Regions from separate parts of the Mus musculus genome. Here regions 1 and 2 are each linked to region 3. A link is a contact called in public HiChIP or PLAC-seq data. All regions are on one chromosome and are shown on one strand. The core of a region is the stretch at or near the end of the contact, and the rest is flanking DNA. Distances in the headings are between cores, read along the strand shown.

What was found. HiChIP or PLAC-seq counts read pairs in DNA pulled down with a chosen protein or histone mark.
Region 1: a contact with region 3 is called in an H3K4me3 HiChIP or PLAC-seq map of neural progenitor cells, with 6 times the contacts expected there. The contact joins the enhancer-like site here to the promoter of Rfx4 in region 3. A contact is called at or near these places in 2 of 39 promoter capture datasets (the C10 cell line and macrophages), 3 of 484 Hi-C or Micro-C datasets (stem cell-derived motor neurons, stem cell-derived neural progenitor cells and stem cell-derived neural stem cells), 12 of 115 datasets of contacts at active chromatin or transcription factors (astrocytes, differentiating embryonic stem cells, embryonic hindbrain and 7 more) and 1 of 9 other capture datasets (adipose tissue).
Region 2: an H3K27ac HiChIP or PLAC-seq map of embryonic brain shows a contact between it and region 3, with 7 times the contacts expected there. The contact joins the enhancer-like site here to the promoter of Rfx4 in region 3. A contact is called at or near these places in 3 of 39 promoter capture datasets (HPC-7-derived erythroid cells and liver), 1 of 484 Hi-C or Micro-C datasets (adipose-derived mesenchymal stem cells), 11 of 115 datasets of contacts at active chromatin or transcription factors (embryonic brain, embryonic forebrain, embryonic hindbrain and 6 more) and 4 of 9 other capture datasets (adipose tissue, embryonic stem cells, liver and 1 more).

The regions. Positions count from the first base shown.
Region 1 is chr10:84,684,955-84,688,966 of GRCm38.p6, reverse strand. All of the region lies in intron 19 of Polr3b (polymerase (RNA) III (DNA directed) polypeptide B), which reads right to left. Among named protein-coding and RNA genes, the nearest start is that of Gm17249, 64 kb to the right of the region's middle. Within about 2 kb of position 2,551, at least 69 of the 459 cell types and tissues checked have an H3K27ac peak or open chromatin away from gene starts, as enhancers often do. A contact at or near this core is called in adipose tissue, astrocytes, differentiating embryonic stem cells and 6 more, where this site is marked.
Region 2 is chr10:84,868,838-84,872,844 of GRCm38.p6, reverse strand. Rfx4 (regulatory factor X, 4 (influences HLA class II expression)) reads right to left here. Exons shown (of 18, transcript NM_001024918.1): 13 at 3,883-4,000. Among named protein-coding and RNA genes, the nearest start is that of Gm40728, 7.6 kb to the right of the region's middle. Within about 2 kb of position 1,319, at least 11 of the 459 cell types and tissues checked have an H3K27ac peak or open chromatin away from gene starts, as enhancers often do. A contact at or near this core is called in embryonic brain, where this site is marked.
Region 3 is chr10:84,754,700-84,758,815 of GRCm38.p6, reverse strand. It overlaps Rfx4 (regulatory factor X, 4 (influences HLA class II expression)), which reads right to left and starts at 2,768. Exons shown (of 18, transcript NM_001024918.1): 1 at 2,303-2,768. The coding sequence starts at 2,345.

The DNA.
Region 1 (4,012 bases), core at 1,302-3,801, 70 kb after region 3:
AGAAACTCAGACCAAAGATGGAGAAGGGGGGTTGGGGGGGGGGTTGGCACACACCTTTGATCTGATGCCTGGGAGGCAGAGGCAGGCAGATCTCTATGAGTTTGAGGCCAGCCAGCCTACATACTGAGACCCTGTCTCAACAAAGACACCAGGGGGGAGGGGGGGGCAGAGAAAGAGAGAATCAACTGCCTATAAAGGCATACATGTTTTTCTCAATTGTTAATTCTGTTCCATTCACTCACATGTTCACCCTTGAATCAATATCACATTTTCTTTATTGTTGTAGTTTTATAACAAGTCAGATTCAGGTTGTATTATTTCTTCAGCTTACTCTTCTTTAGTGTAAAATTCTCTTACTCCGTGTGTGTGTGTGTGTGTGTGTGTGTGTGTGTGTGTGCATATTGTGTGTAGTTATACATGTACATATGTGTGTATGGAGGCCAGAGGTTGATGCTGGATTTTGTTAATTGGTTTTGAGTCAAAATGTCACTATATAGCCCTGGCTAGCCTAGAACTCACAGAGATCCATCTGACTCTTCCTCCCAAGTGCTGGAATTAAAGACCTGTGCCACCTAACTCAGCTCTAGACTACAGAGACACTCACTCATTCACCCATCCATCCAGTTATTCATTTCTTCAGAAACATTTACTAAGTATTTATCATACCACTAGGTACAAGGATACAACACTAAAGAAAGTTCCTATCTTCAATGAGTTTATAATCTATAAGGTAGCAGAGAAGCTAGCCTGATTACACTCCCCAAAAGTTCAGGAAATGTGGGCAGGAAGGGAGTTCTTAGTAGAGAAGAACTTCAATAAGTCTTACAAGAGATTCCATAAGATACAATGTTTAAGCTACTCAACCACTCAGCTTTCTTGTCAGAAAGAAAAGCACAGGCTTACAGGATTGCTATCATGCTTAAAGAAACACATGCATGCGTGTAAAACTTGGGAGGTGGGGGAACAGGTCAGCAGTAGAGCAGGATAGCAGGAAATGAAGCCCTGGGGGCTAATGCCCAGCAACACCCCTTCCTCTGCAGGTACTCAGAAAGTGGCACTGCAGGCAGGCAGGCAGGCATGTGACTCAGGCAGTGTCACCATGCAGTACACCTAAGCCACTCGGGCTGTAGCCCGCAGCAGCTGCATGTATAGCAACTTCATCCACCTGAGTGACTAGCAAAGCGGGCTTTGAGCTCAGGGAGACCTCAGATAAGACTGAAGTATTTCAATCTCAGGAACTACCACAGGGACACGCCTACAACAGCTAGAGTAATTCAAACAAACAAACAAACAAACACAAAGCAATAGATTAAAAACAGTTCTCATCGGGGCTGGTGAGATGGCTCAGTGGGTAAGGGCACCCGACTGCTCTTCCGAAGGTCCGAAGTTCAAATCCCAGCAACCACATGGTGGCTCACAACCACCTGTAATGAGATCTGGTGCCCTCTTCCGGTGTATCTGAAGACAACTACAGTGTACTTACATATAATAAATAAATAAATCTTTAAAAAAAAAAAAACAGTTCTCATCAAGAATTGGCTAAGTCTTTCCCCCCCATTTTTTAAAATTCCTAAACAAATAAAGAATAGATCTGCAAAACAGTGGGGTAGAGGCCTGGACTTAACAAAACTTTATGGGGATTCTTGAACACTATGTGCTTTAAACATCTCAATTCCAGGACATCCTACTCCAGTTTAAACACAGGAAGAAATGGTCTGCTTAGAAACAGACTCTGTGAAGACAAAGCCAGAAGCTGTCCCAGCTCCTAAGATGTTTTCTTTTTCAAATCTCAGCAATTTGGGGCTGAAGCGGGGAGGGCTGGAGGAGGTCCGTGATGCATATTCATTAACTTGCTGATAGCAACTGAGTGATCCTTTAAAGAAGAGAAAGTGTTCCTCTAGAGGATGGCCAGCTAGTAAAACAGACAGGATGCGAGGGAGACTCTGAGCTCAGCCTTGCCAGCTCACAGTGCAGCCCCAGCACACAGCCAGTGCTCATGGCCTGGAGACTGACCGGTGCCAGCTGTCTATCTGACTTACTATTCTGAGCCATGTCACCACATCTACAGCACATGCAGAAGTGAGAGGTGCTGAGGGGGACTTGAACTTTTATTCATAACTATATTCGTAAAGTGTCTGTGATTTAAGAAGCACCTTTGCAGGCAGCTTGCTGGATTAGTCTGATGTGTGAGGCGAGGCTTTGAGGTCCTGTGGTCCACACTGGTCTTAGTGAAGCTCTTTGTGGCAACAGAAAAAGAGCTGTTTCACTCTGATGGAGACTAGGAAGGGGTTGGTATCAAAGGGGAAAGAGGTTAGACACAGCACCTCTTCTAGGTTGGCTGGAATATTTACCTCCGCTTCCTTCACTTTCTGCACAGACTAACAGACGAACAAGTAAACCATGACTGGAAAATCCACACAGACTCTGAGATTAAGAGTCTCAGCAATGTATCCTCTTTAAAGTGCCTTTAGTTCCCCGCTGTCGGGACTCAGGGAGCTCAAAGGATCTAGTGCAGTCCTGCTCAAAGGGCGGGGCTTGCCTCAGACCTGGGTCTCTGCTCTGGCTCTATCCCTGGCCTTTTTCCTGTCTTTCACACAGATCTTACACGGTACTCCTGCAGCTATTTTAGTGTCCAAAGGGAAGTGCGCCCACGCATGTGCCAACTTTAAATGACTTCTCTACGATTTCCTTCCTAGTCAGGTGTGCTTTATAATAACAAACAGTAACAAAGGCTTTTTTTTTTTTAATGACTTAAGATATTCAGTGGCTTTTGTCTTGCAAGCGTCAGCAGTAACGTCAGAGGATTGTATCCAAGGAGCTAAATGTGCAGGACCCAGGGTCAGAGCAGCTGAATACACCAACCTCAGAAAACACAGACAATGAATTGCAAATGACACTCACAACAAAACGAGGAAAAAAACCTTCACACAGAAGACTACAAAAGAACTCTACAGACACTGAATTGGCTTTCTGTGCACACTGATCCTGCTTAACTGTGTGTGGTAGCTAACCCAACTGGCTTCAGACGTGTGGGGCCATAAAATAAAGGTTGGGTTTTTATTTTTTGGGGTGGGAAGGGTTGTGATAAAAATATTTTTTCTTCTTTTAACTCTATCGTTTATTTTTAAAGCAGTTTCACACGCTGAGGATGGCCAGTGCTTCTGTTTGCATTTTCAAACAAAATGAGTGGCATTAGTCATACAGTGATTGGCCTTGTTAATTCTGCCGAAGGCTGCACACAAAAGGTGCATTGTTTCAGTGGGGATTCACATCATCAAACAAAATGGTTTGGTAAACCCAAAAGAAGTGATAGCCCTTTCATGGCACATAGGGTGCAGTACTGTATATTTCAACTTGTTAGCAAGTCAGGAGCACAGGCAGGACCCCGGCCCACACTGCCGAGGATGAATAGCAAGCCAAACTGATGAGCCACTGCTCAGCTTTCCTACTGGGAATTACTCCCAACTGTCCAGGCCTTACACCACTCAGGTAAACGGTGGCAGGATAAAATGTTTTCTGTCTCTCCATAGCCAGCCAAAGGGCACATGAAGCTCAGGAAGAAATATCTGTACTTCCTGCCTGTAGCGAGGTAGCAGGATTTCTTAATGGCCAGCTGCAGTGGGAAGAGGGACAGAGGCTGAACGTGGCAATGCAGACCCTTCCCCTCTACTGTTGGTTCACAATGCTTGAAAGTGCAGCTCCTGTAGCCCTTGAGATTAGAAATGACACTCTTATTGGGAATGACGATTCATTAAGTTCACTAGGATCTGAACAACATTTTCAACAAGTCTGTAAGTCAAACTTGTCTATGGGGTGGATCTTTGACTCGGCTTCATGCATTGCACCTGCCTCCATGTAGCACATATTCTCTACCACATCGCTACATCTTCTTACCACAGAGATACACCAAGCATCAAGAGTCCCGTGAGATGCTAGCTCCTGTTTCCTCTTTGAAAGCTGCTTCCCTTTTGAGACTTGGTGCAGTTCCACCTACACCAACACTCTCTCTCTC
Region 2 (4,007 bases), core at 70-2,569, 120 kb before region 3:
GGGTTTGAACCAGCTCTGTCATGCTGCAGCTCTGCCATGCTGCCTCCTTGAGCTTGGGTGAAGAGATCCAACAAGCTCCCTTCCCACCCACGGGGAGGGAACCTCTGTCCGACTGCCTTGAAGAGTTAAAGTTATAGATTTGCTGAATGTTTGTTAAAATAACTATTGTTGGCTACTGTTTGCCTTATTATAGACCTAATTCTAGGGAAGTCCTTATTAAATTCTACCCCAGCTTCCTAGCCTGACATACTGGAGGCAGTAATAGGAAAAAGATGCTAATATAATGTCTAAAATCTATTAGGCTCTCCATAAATATGATTTAGTAGTTCCCACCGGTATTGAGCTGGGAAAGGCAGGTGATTTATTGGGAAGAGCACACACCTGAGCTGAGAAGGATGCCCTCTCCCTGGGAAAACTGAATCTCTTGCAAGTCCTCCTTCTCTCTGGGCCTAGACCAGGGACAGAAATTCACGTTCTCAGGGCTTGAAGAGGGCCCGAGCAACAGTGGCAACCTAGGGTCCTAAAGTTTAGCAGGCTCTGGATGATGGGAAGCCAGAATTCCTGAGTGTAGAGAAGCAGTTTGGAAGATCCTATCACGGTGACCAGGTCCAGGTCCAGGTCCTGTGTCCAGGAGCAGTGACCAGGTCTAAGTCCCTGACAGATCACACGGGGCCTCCCAGCCTTGGCCCAGGAGGGTGGCCTTTGATGCTGGACAATAAAACAAGCCTGCAAAAAAGTGACACATGGAAGGATGCCCAGCTCTGCCCTGACGGCTGTCTTGTTTAGTTTTGCTCTAGAGCAGAAACTACTGTTACTTTTCAGATGTTCACAATGGTGAAATAAATAGGCATTTGGTGAAAGAGAGACTCAGGTGTACCCTGAACGGAAATCAGATCAGTTGACTATGGAGGAGTAGTTTTTGAGACAGAAGCCTTCATTTGGTAAACAGCACCAGGACCAAAGTTTGTCACCAGTTATCTTTGAGAACTTCTTCCGGAGTCACTCTTTACAGCAGAAAATTCTGGCTACTCTGGATCAAAAGACAGACCCAGAGAAAAGGCATTGGGAGGACAGCAGTGAGAAGCCACCAAGGAGAAGAAAGTATCTTCCAAACGGGTTGCTCTGAGGAGGTAGAGTCTACCAGGGTCCTTTGAGGTATTTACCAAGATCACCGTGGCGGCCAGCCTGCCAAGCTGGCACTTGTAACGAATGGCACACCATTCCTCATGCTGAGGACCGCGCAGGAGTTATAAGATACATAGAGCCGGCCCCTGCAGCTGGGGAGGGGGCCAGGGAACAGAGGGCTCTTTTTCCTAATTAGCTGTTTTCATACAGCGAACGCATGACCCAAACACAGCCACCAACTGGGGCTTTGACACATACAGGCAGAAAGGGGGAGCTGGGCTTTTGTCTGCCGCACATTCTTTCAACTTGCCTGTCGCCCCAAGCTGCAAAACTCAACAATGAGTCAGATGAGCTGGACCATTTCAGAATCTGCTGAATGGACTTAGAGGCAGGCATTGTTTCAACCCACTCAAGGCCGAGGAAAATACCGTAAGAGTGAAATCAGGTTAACGTCTCTCTCTTCCCCGTGTGTCTGTGTGTGTGTGTGTGTGTGTGTGTGTGTGTGTGTGTGTGTGTGTAACTGAATACACCTTTCTGTGCCCTTACCCTTTCTAGGTTGGCGATATTTGTCCTCTCACTTATAAGATACTGCTCACTGCTCCTGGCATCTGTTAGTATTTGCAACAGTAATGATTATTCTTTTCTCTCATCACTTTCAATTAAAAAAAAATCTTAATTCAAAATATAAAAGCCTCATTGTTGAGTAGATAAAATAAAGTTGTCTGAGTCTGTCTGGGTGACTGTGATCAAAATTTTATACATATTCATATGTATATGTATATCCATATACATGTATATGCATATTTGCCATTTACTTGAGTTTCCAGCATATCTCAAAACAGTGTGACTAGAAAGGAAATAAGCCCACCTAACCCATTTTTAAAGAGTCATACATTTCAGGAAGAAATTCAAGGTATTGATAAACCACAATTGTTTTGTCCAGGCTTCCATTTTCACATTGATTATTAACTCAGCCAAAGCAGCTGACCTGCAAATTCAAGCAACACCAACAGAAACCCCTGCCTTTCCTGTGTGATGGAGGTGGTTAGTGGTATGCATATTCCATGCACCAGCACAAGCAAGAGTAAGGGAGAAGGGAGGAGGGGAGCGTGCTGCTCGCTCTGTGCATGTACATGCATGTACATGCATGTGCTTGTGTGGAAAACGGCCTAATCTTTGCTTTTGAAGCAATGAAAGAAAGATGTCAAGATACCACTCAGCCATATGCCTAAGCAAAAACAGTCACACACGAGAAGGCAATTACACACAAATGATCTTTCCAGAGCTATGAGTAACATGTGCTAACACTAACCACCATGGGCTGCAAGCCATCAAAATGCCACATCTGATGGCACTGCCCAGGGAGCAGTGACCAGAGCACTTCCATACTCTGCTCAAAGAGAGTTTCTATCTGTAGCCAAAGCATGGGGAGGCTCAGAGAACCCCAGGGTAGACGAGGAAGAGATTGGCCAAGAGAAGGCCTCTCTGAGCGGGACCAACGGCCTTTCCTAAAGAATGTGCCTGCCTTCGGCCTCAGTGGCACCTCAGTGGCGCCTCGCTGTATGACACGCCTTGGGAATGGTGCCAGGTTCATAAAAAGGTAGAAGGAAAAGTGTCAGATCAAAACCCCAGAAGATGCTGAGGGTTGATTGGCTTAATCTGAAGTTGTAAAAAGTGGGATCATGTTTACACTTGCAGAAAGTCAGCCTAGGAGCAATCACCCAGAAACGTTCCCAACGCCCCTGGTAGAGACACCAGGAAAACAGAGGCCAGTGGTTTAGACTCTTGAATATCCAGGTGATGTCTTTCTATGGACAATGTGGATGACCAGACACACTGCTTCTCTACTGAAAAGCAGGCAACTGTGCCCTAAAGGTAGCATAATATCCTAACTGAGCTGGGGACCAGGTTTCTACCTTCAGAGCCAGGACCTGGAGATGGATCCCAAGCACCATCCCAGTGGAGGGTAGTAAGCAAGGACAGGAAAAGAAGGGAAGCAAGCACAAAAGCCCTCTTCTAGAGAGTGGGCCAGAGTGCATTGCTGAAGAAATATTAATCAAACATCACAAGTCAATCTTAAATGAGAAGCAGAACAGAACCCTGGTGTGTCAGTCCCACTGTTTGCAAAGGCTTAACCTCCCAGACCTGTCTGTACCCATCTTAGATCAACCACAGCTGGTGGAGTTCTGCAGGACACCTCCATGGAATGGCAGACACTGGGGTCACCTGATGAAGCGTGCTTGGCCACTGCCCCCATACTTCCTTAAATGCTGGCAGGTCTCTCTGTCAGCAAACCTCACCTTCACAGGGGCTGCTTCGCTACTCCACCTTTAGCATTCCTTCAGTGCTCTCTTGCTGTCAGAAAAGTCTAACAGTGTTGTGTCCCACCCCCTACAGATGCCTTCCTGATGTCCCTGTGGCCTCAGGGACAACAGCAAGTGAGGTTGTGGATGACTCCACAGAGGTGGACTCAGTACAGAGTCCAGAAAAAAGTGTTTGCATAGTGTGTGTTGTATGGTGTGGTGTGGTGTGGTGTGGTGTGGTGTGGTGTGTGGGAGTGTGGGATATGTATATGGTGTGGTGTGGTGTGGTGTGGTGTGGTGTGTGTGTATGTGTATGTGTGTGGTGTGTGTTGTATGTTGTGTGTGGTGTGGTGTATGGGGGAGTATGGGGTATGTGTATGGTGTGTGGTATGTTTGTGTGTGTATGTGGGTGTGTGTGCACACTCTAGCATGTGTGGCACCAGGATAGTCTTACCGAAGCTGGGGGCACTGTGCAAGGTCATGTCCCGGATCACCCTCGTACCAAAGCAAGACCACATCAGCAGGAACTGTTGGGCTACTTTCTTCAGAGACCCTTGTCTCTTGGCAGCCACCTACAAG
Region 3 (4,116 bases), core at 1,519-4,018:
GCCTGTTGTTTGAGCCGGTTAAGAATGAAATCACTGATTTCGCGTTTCTACTGGAGCGCAACCTTACGCCAAGGGAATAGAATCGAAATGCCCAGAGGAGCGCTGGGCTCTGCAGGCTCTGGGAGGGGGGAATGAACCTTTTACATAACAAGAGAAACCCAGAAGAAAGACTAATTGGATTAATTCTCTGGAAGGGGGGCTCCTGGATCGGACCTAGGCACTTTGCTTGTCCGGAGTTTTGCATGTGAAATGTCACCTGGTGCGCCTGGAGTGACTTCTCAATTGATGCCATTAACCAAAACTCTTGATTTTGAGGTCAGGAGTGTGATCTAGGAGAGATATATATCTATCCTAGAGACGAGAGAGGAGAGGATAGGTATATTATCTATCCTAGAGATCCTAGTATGAGAGAGGAGCGCTGGAGTTTCATAACCCATTTGGGGTGTTCGCAGTTGGGATGGAAGTGGTCCGTGCTCACCCAACCACCTGATAAACCTCGAAAGTGTCCACAATTCTAAGACTCCCCTCACCAAACACCCAAAGGACTCTAGTCCTGTGGAGGGATCAAGTAATATCTCATTTAGGACATGCCAGCTTTGGGATATGAGGAAGGCCCCCGACACCGTGTACAGACCCCTTGAAAATACTCGACCGCTAATTCTGTACAAATGGGCTTAATCTGGTTAAATCCATTCACTTTTCGAGCCGTGGCTCTTAGGAGGTTTTCCTTGAGTTAAAAGAATATTGAAGCAAAGGCCCTTCCTTCTCCAGAACCAGGACTGCTAGCGTGTGCAGAAGACAGACCCCAACCGGGCCTAAGCCGGGTGCCGCTCTCCAGAGAAGACCGCTTCTAGCCTCCCCGCAGGTGCTCACCCGCTAACTAAGCTGGACTTTAGAAGCTCGGGCTTCGGCTATGCTCAGGAGCTCACTGACACCCAGGAAAGCGTGAGAGTTTAACTGTACCGGAGACAGAAAAAAAAACGTACCCTGGAATGCCGCAGATACCCCTGGGCCAGCGGTCTCAGCCACCAGGTCTGCAATGTAGGCCAAGAGAGGCCTGGAACTTTCCTCCCAGTACAGAAGAACAAGGTCTGGGAAGATATCTAGATAGCTTAATCTTTTTACAACCTGCCCTAGGGGTGGGTGGAGTGGGGGCAGAGTTGACTGTGGTGTTATTTGCAAGTAAGTTAATGTGTGTCAGGGCACAGCTGAGGCCAGCAGGCACTTGTTGCTCAGCTGCAATGCCCTCACATTCTCTCAGGTTTCAGTCAAGCTGCTGCCTATGCCCAGGCTGTGGTCTTACCACCCCTCAAAATTCCAAAGCTGCGGCCCAGCAGGGATTGGAGTGGCCTGGTGGAGAGACTGAGCCTAACGGAGAGAGTAAAGTTTTTTTGAGAACCACTACATGGAAAGGACATAGAAAAAAATAACAGAATTTGAAGTGCGGCGGGTCCCCAAAGATGCTAGGCGTAGAAGTTGACCAACGGATCGCCTGGAGAAGATGCTGGGCATTTTCGTTGTAAGAGATTCCGTGTGTTCCCTTGTGAACCGTGGCGACCCTAGTGCCTGATGTCCACCACACAGCCCTCAAACTACAGGCCGGTTCACAAAACTCAGTGTCAGGCCTCTTCATATGTTCTGCATTCTGCTCCCCCCACCCCCCTTTTGCAAGGTTACAGCCTCACTGTGGAGAGGCTAGTGAGTCGCGTCTTCGCGGCCGGGAGACTACAGTCCTAGGGGCCCATCTCTCCTAGCCCAAAGCTACTAAAGCCCCAGGACCACCGGGTTCGCCGCCGCCACTCCCTCCCTGCAGCGAGATTCCAGAAGCAAGAGCCTCCAGTGCGCGGTGAGACGCGGTACGCCGTCGCCCTCCTCCGCCTTTGGAGCGTTCGGGGCCCTCACCCCAGATCCTAAGCATACCACTACCCTAGCCAAAGCCAGGGCCGCCGCCGGGTCCGGGCGGGGCGGCTTGCTCGCAAAGCTCTTGCAAGTAGCATAAACACCTCGAGCTCGCCGCGAGCCAGCGAGCATCTTTATGCAACTTTATGTCCAAGTGAAAGCGCGCGCCTCAGAGTGCGCGCACGCGCACACACGCATTTACACTCACACACACTTCCATGCATCCACTTACACACTTAGCGCTGGACCGAAAACTTCTGCACGCTCTCCTCCTCTCCTGGGATCCCACTGTCAGGTTGCCCCGCCTGAACTTTCTGCAACTCTTTCTGAAGTGACCCCCGCCCTGTCCCTTCTCCTTCCTCCCCCCTCCAATGACCCCCCTCCAAGTCCCACCAGGACTAACCTGTGGAATCCATGTCGGGTTCCTCCAGTAACCCACAATGCATGCTCTTCCCATGGACAGCACAGACGCCCCCCAAAAGTCCTGATATTTGGGGATCCCCTGTGCTAGAGATGCCCAGGGAGGAAGGGAGGGAAGAAATAAGGAAGGAAGGGATAGCGAGAGAGAGAGGGGGAGACGGTGGGTGAGAGGGCAAAAGGATAAAAGGGGAAAAGAAAGAACTAGTGGAAAGAAAAGAGGCGAAGAAGCGAGGGAAGGAAGGAAGCTAGAGCTGAAGGAGAGAGCGAGAGAGCGAGCGAGCGAGCGAGGGGACACTCAGTAATCCAGTCGGGCAAAGCCAAACCCGTCAAAATGTTTGCGGATGTTTCATGGGAAAAAACATCATTTTATAGGAGCCCCGATGGGAGCAATGTCATTGATAGGCCAGCGGGCCTGATGAATGGCCGCTCGTCAGATGGGGCCGTGGCGAGGCGCACTGTGAAGCCCATTGTGGGCCTGTTTTGAATAAGAAAAGCCGCCTCCGAAAAGGGGGGCTCAGAGCGACGCAATCCCAGCCCTCCGACTTCCCCCTTCTATTATAGCATTAGCAACGTTTTTCTTATTTAAAGTTCCAGAGGCCTTCTCCAGCCTTAGCCCGGCACTCATTATAGACGAAATCAAAATTGGCTTAGATCTGCCCCCCTCTTCAGTCCTCCCGCGCCCGGGCCCCGCGCGGTGCAGCCATGAAGGGGGGTGCAGAGGTACCCGAGCCCTAGGAGTCTCCTGTGCGTCCACGAGTGGGCCCGACTCCTTTTTTTCTCCCCTCGAGACACGTCCCGTTTTCGCCTTGAGTTAGATTTTGAGTAGGGGCCGGGGAGTAGTGCAGAGGGGGTATGTCTTGAGTTTCTTCCACGCAGATCCGCGGACGTGCGTGGGAGTAGAAGTTGAGGAAGGGGAAAGTGAAGCCTTAGGTTCCCATAACCAGTCTGAGGGACAAGAAGGCCGCTTGGCTGCGAGGGGGTGAGAGGCTGGCTTGCGTCAACCAGAACTTTTGTACCCCTTGTCTCTCGCCCCACGGGTCTCTCCAGGTCGGCGTGCCTCGCTGTCTCGCTCTCCGTTTCTCCCTTGGCAGCCAGTCTCTTTGTCTCTCCCTAGTTCTGCGTTCTCCCTGGGTCTCTGGGACCCTCACCCCCACCCCCACCCCCGCGCCTCTTCCCATAACCCTGTATGTCAGTCTGTCTGCGTCCGGGCCCCTCCCTCTTCCCATGTCCCCCGGCTCCCCCCTCTGCCACCCTCTCGGTCCCCCACAGCCAGCAACGGAGTTGGTGAGAAGCCCCGGCGTCAGAGCTGGGGATGAGGCTTTCCCAGGGACCCCTCCCCGGCGCAGTTGAAAGTGTGGGAGGGGGAGGGGGCCGGGGCCTGTGGACCGCAAGTGGAAAGTGGGGGTGGAGGGGGGGCTCCCGTGGCCCCGGGAAAGTGGCCGCTCGCGGGCCGGCCGCGCTGTGATTAGAATATGAATGGGCTCGGCGGGCGGAAGAGAAAGGCGGATTACCCCGCTGCTTTGACCATGGACAGAGGCAGCGCCAGCGGCGCAGGGGCGGATCGCCCGAGTCCCTCCCGCCGAGCCGGGTGCGCTTCTTGCCCGCGACCCCGGGCCTGCCCACCTCGGGCCTCCGGGTAGCCCCCCGAGCCGCGCCGAGTGGGACAATGGTGGGTGAGGGGCAAGGGACTAGCACGTGCCGAGTTAAGGTCACGAGATGCAGGGAAGGGGCAGCGCGGACGGGCAGAAGGGTTCGAATCCCGGCTCTGCAGATTCCTTCATCTTTTTTGGGCCTCAG